Linked DNA regions of Mus musculus: region 2 is linked to region 1. A link is a contact called in public Hi-C data. All regions are on one chromosome and are shown on one strand. The core of a region is the stretch at or near the end of the contact, and the rest is flanking DNA. Distances in the headings are between cores, read along the strand shown.

Region 1 (4,378 bases), core at 75-2,574:
AAAAGTAGGGACATTGTATCTGATCTTCAAGGTCTTTTAATGATGGCACTAAAAACACTCTTCTTTGCTTACAAGAGTGTATAATTTTAAGATGAATTGATGAAGAAGTCGTCATTCAGACTGCCTATACCAGTGTTTGTTGAAAAAAAAAAAGTCACTACTAAAAGTTCTAGTATCTCCAGGTCCACTTCTGAAAGCCTCAATAGGTGTACTTAATACACATCAACTGCCTTCCTTCGCTGAGCGATTTTTTTTTTCAGCTCAAAGAAGGTAAAGGTAACATCATTTCAGATTCTGTGAGAGATCTTCTCTTTCTTTGTCATTCTAACCTGACCAATGGCAGATGGAGCTGAGCATGAAGCCACACAGCAGTGGCATTAGAGAGTGCAACAGAGCTTGCAGAACCAGTTAAAACCACACACTCTCCATAATGATATGCATGACCTCCAGATGCAGGAAGAGCTCTCACTAGCTGTGAAAGAAACCTAGCTGGCTGTAGGGATGGCTCCAGGGTGACCTGACTGGGCTGGGGTCATTAAAGGCCCCAGCTTCTTGTTCTGGAACAGACAGTGGCAGGCCAACAAAACTGTCACTATCTGTTCTGGTGACTATCCAAATGAAGCTTGGCCCAGCTTAGCAGCCTTCTGTTTATACTTCACGTGGCCGGTTTTTCTCCATGCTATCTGGAAGGTGCGCATCTTCAGCTGAAATAATTCACAGAGAGCCTGGGAGTAGCAGAGAGTTTGAAATGGGCAACAACAAAAATTAAAAATAAAAATAAATAAAAATAAATCTAAGGTTGAAGGAGAACATACACTCCTATTAAATAAAGTCTTGGCAACTACTGACTACCCCTTTATTTTAGAAAGTTCAGACCAATGAAGTTACAGCATGAGACTTAAGTTTCTGAAGTTGAACAATAAAAATATAGCTCAGAAATTTATTTTTCATAAATGTCTTTTCTTTACATATATATGTGTGTATATATATATATATTCAAATTATTTATTATTTTACTAATTATAATGTTGTATATGCATGTTTCACTATGGCTTTTTCCTTTCACTGACAAGTTAAATTTCCCTGCATGGCTTTTATGCTTCTGATTTACTTAGATATGACATAGCAGTGTTTAGATCCTATGGTCTTTTGTGCTCCGGAGGCATGGTTTGTGATGCTATTGATCAGTTTCAAGGGCAGGTTAGAAATGAAGCCAAGTCTCTGGAGAGGGGTTGCCATCACCTTGACCTTGGGTGAGCGTTAGACCACTGACCCTTGAACCCCAGGACCTAGCCACCAGATTCTGCTATCTTTGACTGCAGCCAAGCAAGTCAGCGGGAGCACGTGTCGATGTGGCTCTTGCCAAATCGGAATTGACTGACCAGTAGGACGCCTGCGAGCAGCGGGAAATGTGGGTTAAAGTATGTCAATAATGTTTCAGAAGAACGATTTCTCCCAAGAATTGTAGCCGTTGGAATGTTTTGACATTTATTCGGTAGAGAAATGTAGCATGTTTTGTGAAGCACTTCAAGAGGGCTGCTGCTAACTGCTGCGGGGTATTGATCGTCCTGTTAAATTGCACAGGCACACTTGGGAGAGCATTGAGATTCAGGCAACGGGACAGAAAGGATCTGCTGCACCCGATGGTCACTAATGGTAATTGGTTTCGATCCTTGCACTTGAAGAAACCATGATTTACTTGGCTCACTGATGAAATGTAGACACTAAATATTTTGAAAAGGAAAAAAAAAAAAAAAACCATACCATTTTTTAAACATTTACAAGCCAGGTCCTCCATACAGGAATGCCTTGTCTTTACAATAAATTCAGAGGTGTATATAAATACTCATCCAAGGGACCTACAATTCTGATTTTCTTCTTGCTGGTGTCTCTCTCTTTGTGTATCATTTGTCTACCAACTTGTTTCTCAAATTGTTCATAATTTAATTTGAGACAATTTACTTTTCTTGCGAGTTTTGGGTTTAAGGAGTATTTCATAATTATAAAAGAAATACCACATCAGGATGAAAAACAGGATCTGTTCATAAATGTATAAGAACAAATAAGAGAAATAACTTTATCTCTTTTCAGTTGTGTACTATTTTAAAGTAACCACTGTGCTATAAACTATTTAACATAGCTTAAAAATCCTCCCATATTGTACATCTATCAAGAATTCAGAATTTTAGTTGCTAGGTGAATAAATAATATTTTATATTGTTACTGTTAGATATTTTACTTATTTTGATGCTATATTTTGAATTCTACCTTATGAGTATATAAAAGCTAAAAGTATTAATATACATACCTATACATATAGGTAGAAATATATACTCTTATATAAATGTATACATATGTCACACTATATATGTGTGTTTATATGAGAGTTTATGTAATATATAGTATTATGTATATGTTACTGTATATAGTATATATATGGATTACTTTATATATTCTACATAGAATAGTAAGCGCATATTTCATGCAGGTGTCTAAATGTTCATGCTTTCTACCTGGATATATAGTGAATATAACACCTATTTATACATGTACCTCTCTGTCACTGTGTGTGTGTTTTCTGGTCCCAAGTAAAATGTTAATGGATTTTAAATGAATATAAAGGTGTACCCATAGATTGTGAGTGCCATCTTACTCTTTCACACTGTGCTCCCAAAGATGTGACTATTCTCATTTTCAAAAGAAATCATCAAAGCTTTATTCTCAAATTACTATACTAATTTATATAGTTTATATCAATGATTCTAAAACTGTATGAACAAAATTCTCAATTATTTTATATAATATATTTAATATTGCTTGAAGATTTGAATATTAGATAAACATCAAAATTAAGGAAGAAAATTAATAGAATTATAGCTCATAAACAGTATGATATATTAAACATGATACATATTATGTCATCCAATTAATGTATACTATACAGTCATAATCATATCCTCATAATCATAATAATTTAATAAAAACAGCTCTTATATAGATTAAGCTTAAATGTTGATTCAGGATGTAATTCTAATTCAAGATGAAAAATAGTCTTAGATCAGAGCATAGAAAAGAAGAAAAACTGTTCTTAGCTACTAAACTTGTAGAAGTTTTGCAAACCTCCATTAGTTAGGAAACCCCTTGACTGCCTCATGCAGCTGTTTTCCTGAGGCATACAAGAGTATTTCACTATTGTGCCAAACTGTAACACACACGTTGGAAGCCACAGGAGCTTCCAATCTTGAATGTAAATGGCCTTACTGTTTCTGTGGAATTTCACTTCCCAGTACTGGAGTGAGGGTTCATGAGAGGACAGACAGGTATTCCTTCGGGCAGCCCTCTGTCTTTGGTGTCAGCCAGCTGGTGGCAGTAAAATGGCCTTAAAGACTTCCACAAAGCACTGCAATCTAATTTTGAAGAGGAATCAGTGGCAAGAGAGATAAGGGGATTATCGTTTCTGCCCATCTCATGCTTGCATCTCATGGAACCTTGCCCATGGATGTGCTAATTAGAGCTAATTGCTCTGACAGACACTAGACTAGTAGAACCCTACAGAGATCACTGCACCTTTCAAATAGAAAAATATTTTCTTACTAATTCTACATGTGTAGATTTCACTTGTTTGTTTGAAGGGGAAGATTATTTTTGCCTGATCTTCACGATCTCTTATACATCTTTGCATTTTGAAAACATGCTTTTAAAAGAAAGGGTTTGGTGTGAGTGCGGAGCTGTAGAGATGTGTCAATGAACCTGTTACTTTTAGAGAGGACCTAGGTTCAATTCCGGCTGCCCACATGGTGGCTCACAACCGTCTGTAAGTCCATCTCCAGGGGATCTAACACACTATTCTGGCTTCCATAGGAAAGCACATGATACAGAGATACATACATATAGGCAAAGCATTAAAATAATAACATACAGACATTTTCAATAGTTTTTATGCCTCACACTCCCCTCCCGACAAGGGTAGTTTCCTAGCCCTCAAGTCCACAGGTACCTTTGGATTTTTGTATGCCTATGACTCTGTGTGTGTGTGTGTGTGTGTGTGTGTGTGTGTGTGTGTTGGTGTGTATTTCTGTGTAGATACTTAAGTTTTCTAGAGAATGGCTATTTTTTCATAACTCTCCAAGATATATTGCAATTTCTATAGGCACTTTTCCAATATAGTGCATTTATTGTCAGAAGGTGGAACTTACCAACCAGAGGGAATAAATCAATATGCCCTCTATAGCTCACGCTAATAAGATAAACACTGGTGAGCCAAATAGGTACAACATATACCTATTGGTTGGGTCTTCGCAAAGTTATTTTGTTTTATCCTGTCAAGTGTTCCTAAGGCCACACTATTATTGTTGTTTTTTACTATGTTATATTTATT
Region 2 (4,540 bases), core at 1,337-3,836, 980 kb before region 1:
GTTGTCACCATCACCATCATCATTGTCATTGCCACCACCACTGCCGCCATGGCCATCATCATCATCCTTCCTCCTCATCAACATGGAGCTGAATAGATGATATGTCATATTCACTTCTAACCATGTCTGCTATTCAGTATATGGTCATGATTACACAAGGACCCTACATATCCAGCAATTCTGTGCTCCTGGTGATCTGTGAAGTTTGGAGTGTGGGGTCTGAGTGTTGCTAGTGTTTAAATATTAAAGATATGGCTGTCACAATGAAATAAAACATGGCTTTATATATTTGACTCTTTTACATTAATAAATGTGTGTATGTGTGTGTGTATGTGTGTGTGTGTGTGAGAGAGAGAGAGAGAGAGAGAGAGAGAGAGAGAGAGACTACAACCTGAGTGTGGAGGTTAGAGCACAATTATAGGAATCGGTTCTTTCCTTTCCTTCTGCCATGTGAGTTCTTGGAGTTAACTCAGGCTCTCAGGCTTCCCTTTCTACGTGATTTTAGAGATATTTAAATTCACTCATTTCTTTTTCAACAGGTATCTATTGAGTGCCTATTGTGTACTGGGGCAATATCCAATGATTAGCAGATAAAGATTCCTTCCTTCCTTTGTAATGGATGCTTGTAACAGAAAGATTTGCACCCTGTTCTTTGTACAAGCAATGCATTACATGCCAGGGCTCATGCCACAGGGAGTAATTCTGAGAAAGGGTTAAATATTTCAAAATATATGAGGTAAAAGTCAAAATTTCCTCCTTCCAAGATATGTGAAGATGTATATTTACAAAAAACCTAAATCTTTAGGTTTTATTTTGTCATAAAAATTGTTCCCATGTGTAGAGCGATATCAGATGCTGAGATTCAAGCTGCCCCTGTCTACAGTCATGCCACCCCCACCCTGGATGCACCGGTGGTTAGATGCTGATTTTTTTTAGTATTTTCCATCATAAAAAGATAAAGCACAGAAAAGAAGAGGAAGAAATTAAAGCAAATATAAATTTGAAAGATGGTACAAACATATAGGTAATTTATAGCCCGAGCAGGCTATGTATGTGTATGTGTATGTGTATATCTATGTGTGTGTGCGTGTGTGCGTGTGTGTGTACATTCAATAACAATGAACAAAAAAGGCCATTGATTTGAAGGAGAGTGTTTGAAGCCGGGCATGTTGGAGGGTTTAGAGGGAGGAAAGGGAAGAGAGAAATATTGAAACTATATTATAAACTCAAAAAATTTGCATAAGCCTGAAAGTTAGGAATTTAAGCTCATCCATAGAATTCCAAGAGGTATGTCCTTACGTGTGATTTAAAAAAAAAAAAAAAAGGAAAAAAAACAGTTCTGGGAGAAGTTGAATTATTAAAGAATGCATTTAAAAAATCTAAGCAAAGATGCAAACCATGAATACTTCCTAGAGGTTTTTAAATTCTTTATTAAAATAAGTGTGTGAGGCCCAGAAAACCCAGTTGCATTTGTCTCTACTAAAACATCACCTTAAATTCTACCAAAATTGAATTTGACACAATTCAGGTCAGGTTTCCTAACAATAGAACCCTGCACCATGGGACCCCTAGTCTGTCCAATTCAGGGACTTCCTTCATCAGTCACCCAGTACCCAGCAAGCCCAATCCAATCCTGTGCAGGAAAAGCAATTAAACATTTTAAGCAGAGATAAGAGAATCACAAATACCCAGTTTCTATGGCCTGACCAGCTACCTGGCCGTGTAAAAGTCTCTAAGTGCAAGAATTTATTGCAGAATTGTAGCCAGCCTAAGAGGCATTGATTTCTGCAGCGTGTGTAGATTGCTGGTTTTAAAGAGAAATCCCTAATGATGTTCATCTTTAATTTTTCTCTTCAAATAGAAAGGAGGCAAGTTGTGCATAAAGGCCTCAGTGTAAGCAAATGAGTGTCTTTATGGCTGTAAAGATGTATTGTGAGACTTCTCACAAAAATAGGAACCCAGCAAACCGCCTGGGTGTAATTAGGCATAATCTGACGCATGCAACCCATAACGGAGGAAGAGCTAATTACAATCACAATACACTGTGCTTAGAGACATATTTATTGTGCTTAGTCTTAAGATGTTTACGTCACCTGAAGGAAAGGGCTCCAGGAGCACTTCGATGTAATCAAAGCAGAGACCATCTTCCTTCCGAAACCACATTTACTTTCATCGCTGTAGTTTAAGGCAGATGGCATTGCAATCCACATTAACCTCTGGAACCTCACCTGCCGCAAGCTAGCGCTGCTGAAAACAAACTCACGCCCCGCCCACAAACTCAAGCCCCGCCCACCCATCCTCACCTCACAACACTCACTGGAGGTAAAATTGAAATACAGTCCCTGGCCAGGATAACCCAACCACTGACTGCTCAAGGAAGGGTACCTACGAGCGCAGGTCCTTATTAAAGGACGAAGCAGGCATGATTAATCCTCAGAACCGAGGCAAACCCCTGGCCTTTCCAGAACACTGGCCTGAATGCTTGCCTCACAGGGACCATTCACGACAGTTGCTCATGGAACAGAGGCTGGGGCCCAAGTCTACACAGTGATTCTACCGTCCAGGGGTGGAGACCAATGAGTAACAATCCCTCTGTTCATGTTGAACTTTGAACTGCTAACCACCAACCTAAGGCAGAGCAAGCAGGTCACATTGACCCCAGTCTCCAGCTACTTTCCTTCCTGAACATAGCTTCCAAGAAAAGAACTGAGAGGAGCATCTAATTAGAGTTTCCAAAAGGTGTAAATGACTGTGACTTCACCATGATTCTGTGGTCTGCAGTTTCTCTTAGGGTGTGGCTTGTGGAGACAGGCCACTGGTTAGGGATGGACGTGGCAGGAGTCTGTAACTCTCTTGCTGTGTAAGGAGGGGCAGGCACACAGGTAGACATTTAAGGGATGACCTGCTCTTGCTGCTTAAGGCATTGACAGCTGTCCTTGGCACTGCTAAACACTGAGCACATATTTGTTCTTTAAATTTTTTTGCACAGTTAAAAGGAGTTCAGTTTAAAAGACACTACATGCCCCTGATTTTGCAACCTCTTTCTAACTGTAGCCCCCTACCCTCAAGTGCCTGAATTCTGGCTCCCTGGAGAGGGTAAATCATGAAACATATGCTTAGTTTGAAAATGTAGCTTTCAAAGAATGTGCTATTGGAATATGCAACGGATTTTCTTACCCTGGAACTTTATCTTTGCCCCAAAGATTTGTCAAAAGAGAATTGAATGCAGACAAGTCAATCTATACATTGTGGCCAGATGAGAAGAATATGTGTGTGATCTTATATACTTTGGGGGAACAGCCAGAAATGTTGAAAGAGGACATCTTTATGAATGCGAGGATTTCATGTTTCTCCCCTTGGAAATTGACCTTTTAGCTAAAAGCATTGGAAACAGAAGAGGCATTCGTTAATCATTGATAGTTGGGATGGGGTTGGCTAAAATGTTTAAATAAACAAAATGATGCATGGGCTTCCCCCGGGTTTAAAGTCTTAAAGAGGTAACATTAGTGATCATATTTTTATAGTAAAGAGCTACAAGAAAGCCTTGGCTGAGCCTATAGCAGCGATATAGATTGTGACAAAGATTTTTTTTAAATACCAAGAGAATTAAAAATAGCCAGTTTTAATGTGGTTCTTTATAGTTTTCTTCAAGCACTTATATTCTCAAAGTGTGAAGATAATAGGAACCACTTGTGAGAATCAGCAAATAATAGAAAAATGGGGGGAAAAGTATTTAACAAAACCTCTGTGCCATTTAAATCAGCTGATGTCAAAAATAAAGGCCCCAACCAAGTCTGGGTTCCAACAGTGGGGGGTGGGGGGGAGGGCTGCCGCTGAAGAGATCTACTTCCTGTGGAGAGCACACTCCCTCCCTGGCATGTGTCAAGGCTACAGAGAATTTGATGCATCAACATGCAGAACACACAGATATGACCCTTGCCACCAGAATGTAGCCTTCCACCTGAACCGTATGAGTAACAGGTCTTATTCTCTCTCTGTCTCTCTCTGTGTTTCCCTGTCTCTCTGTCTCTGTCTCCATCTCTCTCTCTCCTTCTCTCCCCCCCCCCTGTCTCATTTTCTGTCCCCCCCCACCCCCACCCATGCCTTTCTCTCTGCATGTTCTCACAGTGAAAATAACACACGTATAATACGCCAACCTTGCGAGAACACAAACTGCCGGGGAACATTACCTTCTGGGCTGTGGCGGATTCATGAGTTCCCACCAGCTGCTTGGCTCTGTCCAGACATGTTCCAGTGATCACCCTGTTAAGACTGGCAATTAAACAGAGTGTTATAGCTAGGAGACCCCAAATTTGATTCTATCCTTCTTTCCTCTTTGCAGAACTCAATTTGATTTTTTTTTCCTCCTGTGCAGAGAAAAGTATGCATGGGTCGTTGATGGGAGTATGCGTATAACCCTGACACAGGGAAACAAAAGTGCCAGCCCTGTATAATAAAATACAGATTCCCTACCATAGAAGAAAATGAATTTTACAAAGGTGCAAATCCCCCATAGTCACTTCAAAGAACTGTGTGGTGG

Evidence for each region. A called contact is a pair of places that touch in the nucleus more often than the background predicts.
Region 2: a contact with region 1 is called in a Hi-C map of liver, with 2.8 times the contacts expected there. The contact joins two enhancer-like sites. A contact is called at or near these places in 1 of 484 Hi-C or Micro-C datasets (liver) and 1 of 9 other capture datasets (embryonic tail).

Annotation. Positions count from the first base shown.
Region 1 is chr1:41,556,402-41,560,779 of GRCm38.p6, reverse strand. No RefSeq gene overlaps it. Among named protein-coding and RNA genes, the nearest start is that of Gm35935, 15 kb to the left of the region's middle. Within about 2 kb of position 1,324, at least 5 of the 459 cell types and tissues checked have an H3K27ac peak or open chromatin away from gene starts, as enhancers often do. A contact at or near this core is called in liver, where this site is marked.
Region 2 is chr1:42,541,082-42,545,621 of GRCm38.p6, reverse strand. No RefSeq gene overlaps it. Among named protein-coding and RNA genes, the nearest start is that of Gm46089, 30 kb to the left of the region's middle. Within about 2 kb of position 2,586, at least 7 of the 459 cell types and tissues checked have an H3K27ac peak or open chromatin away from gene starts, as enhancers often do. A contact at or near this core is called in liver, where this site is marked.